2 separate regions of the Mus musculus genome follow, and region 1 is linked to region 2. The links are chromatin contacts, called in public promoter capture Hi-C maps. All regions are on one chromosome and are shown on one strand. The core of a region is the stretch at or near the end of the contact, and the rest is flanking DNA. Distances in the headings are between cores, read along the strand shown. Region 1 holds the start of Hdac8 (histone deacetylase 8). Region 2 holds the start of Foxo4 (forkhead box O4).

What was found. Promoter capture Hi-C pulls out the DNA fragments that hold promoters and counts their contacts.
Region 1: a contact with region 2 is called in a promoter capture Hi-C map of liver, with 5 times the contacts expected there. The contact joins the promoter of Hdac8 here to the promoter of Foxo4 in region 2. A contact is called at or near these places in 2 of 39 promoter capture datasets (liver and pre-B cells).

The regions. Positions count from the first base shown.
Region 1 is chrX:102,501,232-102,507,284 of GRCm38.p6, forward strand. It overlaps Hdac8 (histone deacetylase 8), which reads right to left and starts at 3,927. Exons shown (of 11, transcript NM_027382.4): 1 at 3,723-3,927; 2 at 3,168-3,220. The coding sequence starts at 3,833. It overlaps Gm32262 (a long non-coding RNA gene), which reads left to right. Exons shown (of 14, transcript XR_003953070.1): 13 at 470-911; 14 at 3,348-4,095.
Region 2 is chrX:101,252,105-101,257,831 of GRCm38.p6, forward strand. It overlaps Foxo4 (forkhead box O4), which reads left to right and starts at 2,424. Exons shown (of 3, transcript NM_018789.2): 1 at 2,424-3,169. The coding sequence starts at 2,717.

The sequences.
Region 1 (6,053 bases), core at 2,677-5,176, 1.3 Mb after region 2:
CTGGGATTTAAACTCAGGACCTCCAAAAGAGCAGTCGGTATTTTTACCCACTGAGCCATCTCTGTAGCCCCAAGTTGATTTTTCTATACCTCAGCTTTCTCACTTATAAAATGAGTCAACTTAGTGACCTTATGTACAGATGGAATGATAACATATAACAAACTTCTTGGACAATGATCATCAGTACTAGTGTAAAAAGGAGGGAAATTGGACTGGGGGTGTAGCGCAGTCATACAAAATCTACATGTACAAGGCGCTATGGTTGATTCTCACCCACCCCCAAATATATAATATATAAGGATAACATGTTAGCTATGGAAGCAATTATCTGTACTCATAGTACAGGAGGATGATGAGTGTGAGGCCAGCCTGGGCTACATTTCAAGTTCTAGATCAAACTGACTTCAGTAAGTCCCTGTCTCAAAGAAAAAGAGAAGTCAAATATAAAAAGGTTTTATTTATTGAGCAGGGTACTATGCATGGGAGTTTGCAAGTCTGTACACGCACAGAGGCCAGAGAAGGATGCCACACGTCCTGCTCTGTAACTCTCATGCACATTCACTTGAGACAAAGAGTCTCTCATTGAACCTGAACCTGGAGTTAGACTGGCGATCAGCAAGCCCCACCAATTATTCAGTCTCTTGTCTACCCCTGCCAAGACATTGAGCTTACAGGTACGTGTGACGAAACCCAGCCTTTCCCGTAGATTCTGGGGAACCTGGGTCGTAGTGCTTGTACAACAAATGTTCTTACTTTTTCTATGCTATCTCCCCAGAGTCTGCTAATATAAAAAGTTTCTATTAGTCGGTCTCTTACAGTTATCTCCCAGAGGAAGGAAAGACGGAGGAAAAGCCTGGACCCTCTCAATCAGCTCCTCACAATAAAGGACAAACGGAACAAGAATAAAGGAAGTGAGTTTCATGGACTTTCTTGCTTCTCCCTGCTGATTTCCCATTTCTTCTTCTAGATTCTGCTGCAGGAATGTTCTCTAACCCTTGCCACCAAGCAGCGTGGCATTTCTTCCTTAGAAAGCCAGAGCCCAAGTCTCACCCTAAGCCTAGTAAACCAGTTTGTATTCTACCAAGAACATATATGTTAACAAGATGATTGCCCATTCAAATAGAAGGGGCACTGCTCTAGCCACAGAACGGCGCCATGTATGTTTTCTGAATGGAAGTACAACTATGAGTTTACTGCGAATTAGTCCAGGTAGGATATTTAGGCAACTAGTATAACCAAGGTGTTTGAAATCCTGTGGGTCAACCTCAAAAGTTAAATATGTAGACAAAATCAAGGATTCTTGTTTTTTCTTCAAGTACACATTTATATCACGAGAGATGAACAAACTGTCCACTAAAATAAAATTTTAGGGCCAGCAAGATGGCTCAGGGGCAGTCACTGAAAAACTAAATTCACTCCTCAGGCTCCGCACGGTAGAAAGAGAGAGGCAGCCGCTGCCGGTTCTTTCCCAGCCTCCACCTGTGTACTGGGGCGCTTGACCAACCCCTCAGGCCCCCGAGCCCCATCAAAAGAAATAAATGCAATGTAATAAAGTGTTTAAAATAAAAACATCAAGGAGCCTAGTACAAAGGCTCACACCTTTAATCCCAGCACTCGGGAGGCAGAGGAATCTCGGTGAATTCAAAGCTAGCCTGGTCTCACCTAGTGAGTCCTAGGGCTGCCTAGGTAGGCTATGTAGAGAAACATTGTCTCAATTTTGTACACAAGCTTTTGTTTTATGTATCCCAGGTTTTGTTTTGTTTTGTTTTGTTGCTTTTGGTTTTTTGAGACAAGGTTTCTCTGTGTAGCCCTGGCTGTCCTGGAACATTGTAGACCAGGCTGAACCCAGGCTGAACCCAGAAATCTGCCTGCCTCTGCCTCCCAAATGCTGGGATTAAAGGCATGCGCCACCACGCCCTGCCATCCCAGCCTTTTCTAATTGTTGCCTTGTAGCACCTTCCCATCTGTTTCACTCACCCTAAAAGGAAAGACTACTGACTACTCAGCAGCGAGCTAATGACTTTGCTTTGACATCTTGTTTGCAATAAAATATTTGTAAGTGTTAATTTTGTGTGTGGGAGCCTAGACCTCCTATATGTTAGGCAAGTGTTCTACACATTGAACACTATCTTAAACCCCTTTAAAAATTGTATTTTGAGACAGGGTGTGGCTAAGTTACCCAGCTGGCTTTGAAGTTGTGATGTTCCTGTCTCAGCCTTCCAAAGGCCTAGAATTAACGGCCTGTACCACCAGGCTCAGAAAAGTGTTAAAATACTTTTAAGGAAAGACAAGTAGTTATTTTGATGACCATAGGAATTAAGCATAGGGAGGAAAACATTCCTAGAAGGGTATGGTGCTGCAAACCTGCTGATCCTGCACCTGGGAGGCAAGGCAGGTGGTTCTTGGTAAATTCAAGGCCAGCCTGGTTGATGTTAACAGTTCTTGGCTAGCCAGAACTACACAGTGAGACTCTGTCTCAAAACAACAACACATTCCAAAAGAATGTACACACTAAAAATGACTTAATACTAAGAATAAAATATGAAAACCTATTATATTACTTTCTGTGAAGAAAATGCAGCATTAGGTGATCTAGCCAGTCACGTAGTTGGTCAGTAATGAGAAAACCTGATTTGACATGTGCCAGGTCCATAATACTTTCATTTATGACATTAAATATAGAATTGGCAATCAACAGAAAGCTTGTTTTTGGCTTGTTTTTGAGAAGGATGTAGCTAGCTTTACTTGTGTGGTCAACAGAGACCAGGTTAAAGTTTGGTGGTGATGGGGGTGGGGTAGCAGATCTAAGTCTCAAATTGAACCCACATCCCCAAATCTAGCTTTAGAAAACAAACAAAATCCAGACCAAATATAAAACAAAACATTTTCCAGCTTAACACCTCCTCACATGTCTAGAAGCAAAGTCTCTTTTCTAAGGGATCTTAACCCCTTCGTGTGCCTTTCCCAACTGTTCTCAAGCTTTCCCGGCGGTACAAGCATCTAACAAAGACTATGAACACCCCACTCCCACACAAGCTTTTTTTTTTTTTTTTTTTTGAACGCAGCATTTCTCGCTGGTTAGTCCCACTGGGAGGAGACAAGGTGTTAAGGCTATGAACACGCCTGCCCTCAGAAATGATCATGTTCAGAAAGGTCAACGCACTTACCTCATTTGTTTATGCAGGGCATAGGCTTCGATCAGAGAGTGGACCATACTGGCCTGAAACAGCATCAAAGAAAGGCAGAGCAGTCTCCTTAAGGTTCAATGTACTGAAATGCCATTAACAACAACAGCCTGCGCGGAGAACTAACTACTTTCTCTCTTCTCCCTTCTGTCACTTTAACAGAATACACTTAAGACAAACACAGAGTCTCAAAATCGCCAAGATTCGAAGCTCCCCAGCTTTACTAACGCAAGTGATGGAATACTCTCTCCTAACAGTTTGTGGTCCAGGACCCCCTATTGGTAACTCCGCTCACCTCTGCGCCAATCCTTCCCCTCCCCCGCCCCCCGCCCCCACTCGAGCGTTGGATGCCCCACTGCGCTCTCTGAAGGTAATGAACCACTTCCTTCTGCTCGGCTTGGCGTGCCTGGCACTGCTAGTTACATTTTTGCTGAAGGTATCCTTCAGTCCAGTTTTCTCGTTTCCTAATGTACTCCCTTTCACACCCTCCCACCCCCATCCCCGCAAACCGTGGTCTTTGATCCAGACCTCTCTTACCCGTTTGGGGACCTTCACAAGGGAGTCGCAGATGCTGACATACTCGGGACTGTAAATATAAACCGGGGGTAGTGAATGCCCACTGTTGGCGGGTTCCTCTGGCATCTCCATCTCCCACTTCCAACCGTCCGCGAGCCAAAGTCTGGAGCCAACAGTTTTCAGACTCAGCCTGAGCTCCAGTTCCTGCTCCTCTGTTCAGCCCCAGCGGTGCTCCCTTGTCAACATTCCCTCCTATTTAGATCGCCGGAGACAGTTTCCCTGGTCCCTCGTCCAACTACAGGGATGGATGGGCCCTTCCAGACCAGATGCCTTCTACTGATGACCACAGTTCAAAAAAGGTGCCTGACAGATATAAAAACCAAATAACTGCCAATTGGGATCAATTTTTTCATGGCACAAGTAGCACGGTCAAAAGTAACCAGCCTTGTTGCCCTACGGGGCCATTTGAAATGAGGTCAGACCAGCTCCAAAGCATGCTGGGAGATGTAGTTTTAAAGGAGTATGGTAACAGAAAGAAACACAGCTAAACACTAAAAAAACGTGGTTTCAAGTTTTGGCGCTAAGAGTCTGAACTCTTTTAAGTTTTCAAACTGCAAATATCATTTAAATATTTAAATAGAGGTAAACTATACATTCAATAGCAGGCAAGACCACCACCCAGCTACATTAGCTAATGGTGCTAAGGCTGAGGATTGTTTGAAATGTTTACAGAGTAAATTTCGTGCTGCAACTTTAGTTCGCTACTTTTCATCACTGTCTGAAAGAGATTAACAGCCTCTCCAATAATCCACTCTGACAAACCCGATGTCACCTTCCTAAAACTGAGACAGGGACTGTGGAGCTTTCATGTGATGAAAAGCAAGGGTTCTCTCCCAAGTAGTGGGAAAACACACCTCCCCCATCCCCCAACACACAGCCACTTTTTCTTTCATTTGCTTCTGAAGCTAAACAACGGTTAGGGCAAATGTTTTAGGTTTGGTGTACAGGGTGTTAGTGTGTCCCCAGGCAGTGTTATTTCCACCAGAAGTTTGGGGGTTCTGGATGCCTACAAGATCTGAGCCTAGCTGGTCAATTCCCAGACTCCCAGCACTCAGACCATCCTCAACTGACACACTGAGGCCTCCGAGACAGGCCCAGATTTGTACTTTCTTTAAAAGACAAGCTTGCTTTAAACTTTTGTTTCGTGATAAGCACTTTGGATATTATCTTAATCCTTTCAACAGTTCTATGACGCAAGCTGTAACATGTCCACTTTGCAGATGTACTTTGGAGGGTAAAAACTATTCTCGGTCACACACTGAGGTAGGAAAACAATCCAAAATTAGCTCTACCTAACACCCAAAACCTAAATACTCCTTTTACTATGTGAATTTGATGCTTCCAGGTTGACTTTCTGCTATACCTGTGGTCAATATTCGATTTAGTATCCCAATACTTAATATTCTTGCAATCTTGAGGTATGTACGTGTGTGTGTGTGTGTGTGTGTGTGTGTGTGTGTGTGTGAGAGAGAGAGAGAGAGAGAGAGAGATATGCATTTGTTCTCCAATTAGAATGGAACAAGTTATGCTTCATTTGTATTTGTCTATAGAACTAGTTCAAAGCACTGTAATCATTCAGTTACCCAAGCACTTCTATGAACTGAGTGCACTATTAAGCACTTCTATGAACTAAGTGTACACTTTAGCTTTGGATTCAAAGATACACTGCACTCTCAGGGAATCTGCATTATAATAGATAAGATAAGGCTACTTCATTTGAAACCATATTAATAACAGAGCCAGATAATGAATGGAGGGCACTTAGCTTACTTAATAGGCATAAAGTACTTAACAATAAATGGTTAAGTAGGATTCTTACTAGCATTTCAGAATATCTTATGAGATGCACAATACTGTGCTTGGTGAGGATGAGAGGGCATGCTGACTGGAAGGAGCAGCTTAGATTTAAAAAAAATACAAAGAACTGTGACAGACAAGATTTCTCAGTAGGTAAAGGTACTTGCTGCTAAGCTTGATGACCTGAATTCAATCTCTGGATTCCACATGGTGGAAAGTGAAAAAATACCTCCTGCAAGTTGTCCTCTGCCTTCCATATGCATGCTCCGTTGCATAGGAGCACCCCCAACACACACAATTAATAACATAGAAACAATCTCAATACAAAGAAGAAAGCTGGAGTTGGTGGCATGTGCCAGCAATCCAAGTATTCAAGAAACAAAGGCAGAAGAGTCACAAGTTTGAGACCAGCCTAGGCCAGCCAGTGCTACTAGTAAAACCCTGTCCCTACATCAAAATAAATAAATCCATGAACAATTTAAAAAAACCCTACTC
Region 2 (5,727 bases), core at 1,174-3,673:
ATATACTGTGACCCAGAGCTGAGGTCACAGATACCTGAAACTTATTTCTGCCCCCAGGGGCTCATAGCTTATTGTAAGGGACAGACGACCAAACAAATATGACTTGCAGCTCTATGACATGAGCTTGCCAGAGGTGATTTAAAATGCACAACGGGGACGACGTGCTGGACCTGAGGAAAACATGGGGTAATGGATGGGATTTTTCCCCGAAATGGAGACCTGAGGGAATAAATGATAAGAGCAATGAGTTAGAGGCAGGAAGACGAGACTATCAAGGTCATCCTGTGTTGCACAATGAATTTGAGGCCAGCCTGGCCTACGTGAGACCCTATCACACACACAGACACACACATCCAAAAAGTATGCATGGCTGGAGAGATGGCTCAGCAGTTAAGAGCACATATTGCTCTTACAGAGGACCTCAGTTACATTTCCAGCACCTAAGCACGTAGCTCACTATTTGCCTGTAACTCCTGCTCCAGGGGATCATGGCCTCTGGCCTTCCTTCTCAGGTACTTACAGTCATGCACTCACGTCCACATATGTCCACATAATTAAAAATTAAAAATCAAAAGAACGGATGGTGGTGGCACAGGCCTTTAATTTCAGCATTCGGAAGGCAGAGGCAGGTAGCTCTCTAGAAGATGGAGGCCAACCTGATCTACATAGTGAGTTTCAGAACAGCTGAGGCTATACACAGAAACTCTGTCTAGCAAAACTAGACAGGGATTGGGGGGAAGAAGATTTCTGTTAAACAACTAAACAACAACAATAAAAAGACAGAAAGAGGATGCAAAGGGAAAGTTATTATAAGGTGGAAGCATTTCTAGAAAATAGGGGGAAACTACAGCTGGTTCAAACTTAGTGTGCTTAGTTGAAAGATGGGGCAGGAAAAGTGTAACTTGAACCTGAAGAGCTTTCCTAGAGTTTGAACATTACAGTACTTTGGATTTTTAGGCCCACCTGTTTCCTTGTGTAAATCACTTGATCTCTGAGATCATCTGTATTTTCATCTATAAAACAGATATAATAGTGGTTAACCATACCTTGCATGGTTAAGTGAGCTGTAAGTGAGCTAATTTTGATATGCTGGTTTGAATAAGAATGCCCCCCATAGGCCCACTAGGAAATGGCTTTATTTGAAAGGATTAGAAGGATTAGAAGCCGGTGCACTGTTGAAGAACTTAAACCCAGTCATAATGTCTCCATTTAGAATTTGGAAGTAGCAAGTTACAGAAGTGGAAAGGTGACCATCAGTGTGGCTGAGAAGGTTAGGTAGACCCAGAACAGCCTCTAACCAAATTCAGAGCTTAAGAGTAGGGATCGGGGATTTAGCTCAGTGGTATAGCACTTGCCTAACAAGGGCTAAGGCCCTGGAGTCGGTCCTCAGCTCCAGAAAAAAGACAAAATAACAGAGGTTAAAGGTAGCTAGAGGGTGGAGGTATAGGTGCAGAAAGAGATTAAAAAAAAAAAAAGTTCAGTTGGAGACATGTTGAATGAGAAGCCATTGAAGATCAGAACAAGGAGAAGATCAGTATTTCAGAGGCCTGCATAGCTGACAGAGGAAACTAGCAAGACTGTCTGTGAAATGTACATAGAAAATGGAGAGAGTGCACCATAACCAATGAACACTGTTTGTTGTTACACAAGCTTCCCTCTCAACTCCCCAAGTGAGTGTGTCTTATTTTCTAATCAGATCCCTACTTGTTGATACTCTTTCTGCTTCTTATAAGGGCAATACATTTTCACTTTGCTTTCTTAGTGAAGGATGGGAAAATCTAGCGTCTTTCAAAACGATCTTTTGGGCGACCCCGAAACTCGAGGAAGTGGGTGAAAAGGGAAGGAATGAGGAAAAATATTTTTAAGAAAAGAAAAAGAGTCCGGGACGACCTCTAATCATTAAAGTTCCACCTCCCCACATCCTGCCACGCGCCGCTCTCCTGCGGCCGATATCGGACTCCTGATCGCAAGGTAGGACGGGAGATGTAGTCTTCGAGAACGACCAGGGTGGCACGATTCGAGAACTCAGTTTCCCAAGTGGCTCCTGAGGCGCGTGCGCAGATGGCTGCCCCAGCGAGTGGTAAACAGAGACGTCTGGCGGGGGCTGCTGCTTGGAGCAAAACAAAAGGGAAACCCGGGGGGCGGGGGGTGGGGGGGTCCGATAGGGGATTCAGTTCTGGAGTTGGGGAGGCTGGGGCCGCAAGAACCTTGACCCTCTCAAGAGTGACCTGGAGGGAAGAGGCGAGGGGAGGGAGAGCCAGGGGAGGGACAAGTGACGCCCGGGAGCGGGGCGTGGGGGAGGGCAGCGATCCGGGTGGAGGAAATTTGGGAGGAGTGTCCGGGGGGCAGCAACTTGAAAGGGGGAGGGAACTTCGCTGAGGAGACGTTCGGTGATGGGAGCGCAATGTATGAGGGGATACGGTGCCTCAGGTTTAAAAGAGCAGGAAGCTGAGTGAGAGGGTGCAGAAAGTGCCTTCGCTAGGCGGAGGTTACAGGTGGTGCCTCAGAGCGCTACTCTGAGGCTGCAGCCCGGACTCCGGAGGGGATCGGAGAACGGAGTGAAAGGGACAGTTTAGGAGCTAGAGTCCGGAGACGAGGGAGAAGTTCGTGACTTTCTGAGAACTGGAAAGAATGTGTTTCCCCCCTTGGGGGAGGCATGGTGAGGGACTGTGGCAGGCTCCACTGATCGCTGAGCTGCAGAGGTTCGACCCCACGTATGGATCCAGAGAATAAGAAGTCAGCCACAGGGGCTGCCGCGATCCTAGACCTCGATCCCGACTTCGAACCCCAGAGCCGTCCGCGATCCTGCACCTGGCCCCTTCCTCGACCAGACCTCGCTACGGAGCCACACGAACCGTCCGAGGTGGAGCCCAGTCTGGGACAGAAGGTACCCACGGAGGGACACTCCGAACCGATCCTGTTGCCCTCTCGGCTCCCAGAGCCGGCAGGGGGCCCCCAGCCGGGAATCCTGGGGGCTGTAACAGGTCCTCGGAAGGGAGGCTCCCGCCGGAATGCCTGGGGAAATCAGTCATATGCAGAACTCATCAGCCAGGCCATTGAAAGCGCCCCGGAGAAGCGGCTGACACTCGCCCAGATCTACGAATGGATGGTCCGCACGGTGCCCTACTTCAAGGACAAGGGTGACAGCAACAGCTCGGCAGGATGGAAGGTAAGTATGACTCCCTTACCTTCACGCCATCCACCCTTGGACCCCTCTAGTTACTCTCACTCCGGGGCCCCCCATTACCGCCTTTCCACCCCTTTGGAAAGCCCAAAGATCCACCTTTAATCTTCAGTTAGACAGGCATTTACTTAGTACATAGTATATACCACACTCTGAGCAGCTTGAAGCAGGAGGATCGGAGATGAATAAGACACTGTCCCTGCTCTGAGGAAAATCGAATTCTCTACTCGCTACTCAGCACTTTGGCTTGAGCTGCTCCAAACATTTATTCCCACAGAGAAGTCTTTATCCTATGTACAGCAGGAACTGTGTGGATTCTCCACCGGCACCTAGCCTTCCCTCCTCCCTCCCCTCCCACCCAACACCTTTTGGCCCATTCCTGCGGGATTACTCGGATTCCCTGCTCGCCTCCCAATACCTCAGTGAACAGAACTGTTCTACGATTGCTCTGCCCAAGAGGGAGTGGGCGGTGAAGGGGGGCAAAGTGGTTGGTATCCATGGGGAAAGGTAGCGACCTTGTGCACTAAGGAAAGAGGCCCGCAAGCTGCTATCTGCCTCAGTTTACCTTCTCCTGACGAAAATCCTTCCTTGTAAGGCGCTCTCCAAACTCACGGGGAAAGTCTTTGTTCAGGAATACTACTCATGGAGAAAGGAGGTATCATATAGCTTTGACTTTCGAGTCCAAGTTGGTCCTTGGTCTTTCTTGAAGAAACTGGGAAGATCTCAAACGGTAACTCTGAAAACTTCGCCAGAGAAATACGGACTCTAATCACAAAACTAAGGAGGGTTCAGCCCGTATCCATGCCTTGTATCTCTCTCTGTAGGTGGTTTGTGTTAGTGTACCAAGTACAGCGGACAGAATGGACCTTCACGTAGACGTTAGAGTGAGGGAGCAGATCTACAATGTGCGGAGGGGCCAGACTGAACAGAAGATGGGACAGCTGACCGAGACCCTTGGCGCTATTTCTGGGTAGACTGCCATGCCACAATCTGAAGCTCACAAAGAGCTTCCCTCCTTGGACGCAGCCTGCACAGCTGTTTTTCTTTTCCCTTAAGTTGATTTTCCAGGGTAGAATGACCACGAGTGCTTGTTACACTGGGAGTAGTCCCTTCTTATGACTTACACGTAACACGGCCTTTAGAGTTTATGAAGTCTTTTTTTTTTTCCTCCCCTTTTGATTCTAGGAACTGAACCCAGGGCCGCATGGTTGCCACTAAGCTAAATCCATAACCGGTGAAATCTAAGAATTTTTTTTTCATTTAGTTAGTCCGCCTTGGCAGTTCGGAGTCCACATTTTGCATCTGAGGAAATGAAGGCCCAGGGAGGTTAGGTAATGAGTCTACCCTCAAGATGAGGACTTGAGGACAAGCTTTGCTACAGACCCTGCTTCTCTGAGGAAAGCGTGGTTTGCTTTCATTGCCAAACCTAGTCAAAAGGGGGCCACAAGCTCCCAGAGTGTCCCCCCTCCCCACGCAGGAAGCTTAATACTTCCCTGGTGTTGTGCCAGGGTCACTCCCACCCCACCAGGGGGCGGCACTCACTTGAACAAGAAAGCTTAAGTTAGGTGACTTTGTGAACAGTTTATCTGCACACATACATGTGCGCGCGCGCGCGCGCGCACCTGCGCACCTGGAAACTGACCTCTGCCACTTGCTTGTACCGAGGCCTCCTGGAGAGGGGTCATAGGTGGAAGTGTAGCTCAGTAGTGAATTCCTTTCACAAAATATGTCTCTGAGCTTGACCCGCTGCAGCCGCCGTGTGCATGTGCTCACACTCGCGAGTGCGCGTGTTCGCACATGCGCACACAGAGACCCCCACCCCACCTCACCCCTACACACACACACCACATTTACTTCACTAGACCCAGAATTAGAGAAAAAGAAGGGAGGAAATCACAGAGCTAGAAGACACAACTGTGCTCCGTTACTAAGAGCCAGGGGTGATTGGATCTGCACAGAGTCAAGGAAGTCTTGCTAAAGGAACTGGCACAAGAGGCTGCTCAAGCCATGCTCTTCAAGAAAAGGGTCACCTTTTTTTTTTTTTTAACCAGTGAGCTAGAAGTGGTTTCCCGCTGTCTCAAGCCTGTTTCTTAGGGGCTCCTAGCATGTCTGAACTTCCTCCTGAATTTATTTCTAAACTAAAGAGCTCCATGCGGGAGGGGAGGTCAAATGACCTTTAAGGTAGAGCAATTATGCTCAAATTCTTAGAAGACTTCCAAGGAGAAAAACTGGGAAGGAGCGGGTGTGTGTGTGGGGGGGGTGCGGGTGCGGGCAGGACTGATGGAGGTACATCAGACACCATAGACCAACCAGTAAAAATAAAAATAAGTACCGCCAGAAAGAGGCTCAGGAAGTATCAACGTCCATCTTGCACCCTGGGCTACTAGGGGGCAAAGGATATATTAATGTGCATGTCAACAGTAAAAGAAGAATGAATAACAGGACCCAGTACCCAAGGCACTGGAGTTGGCAGAACCTCAAGGGAAGCCTTACTATACATCTAGGGCCTACCTACCAGTTGGACATATAGGGGACAGTTGCAC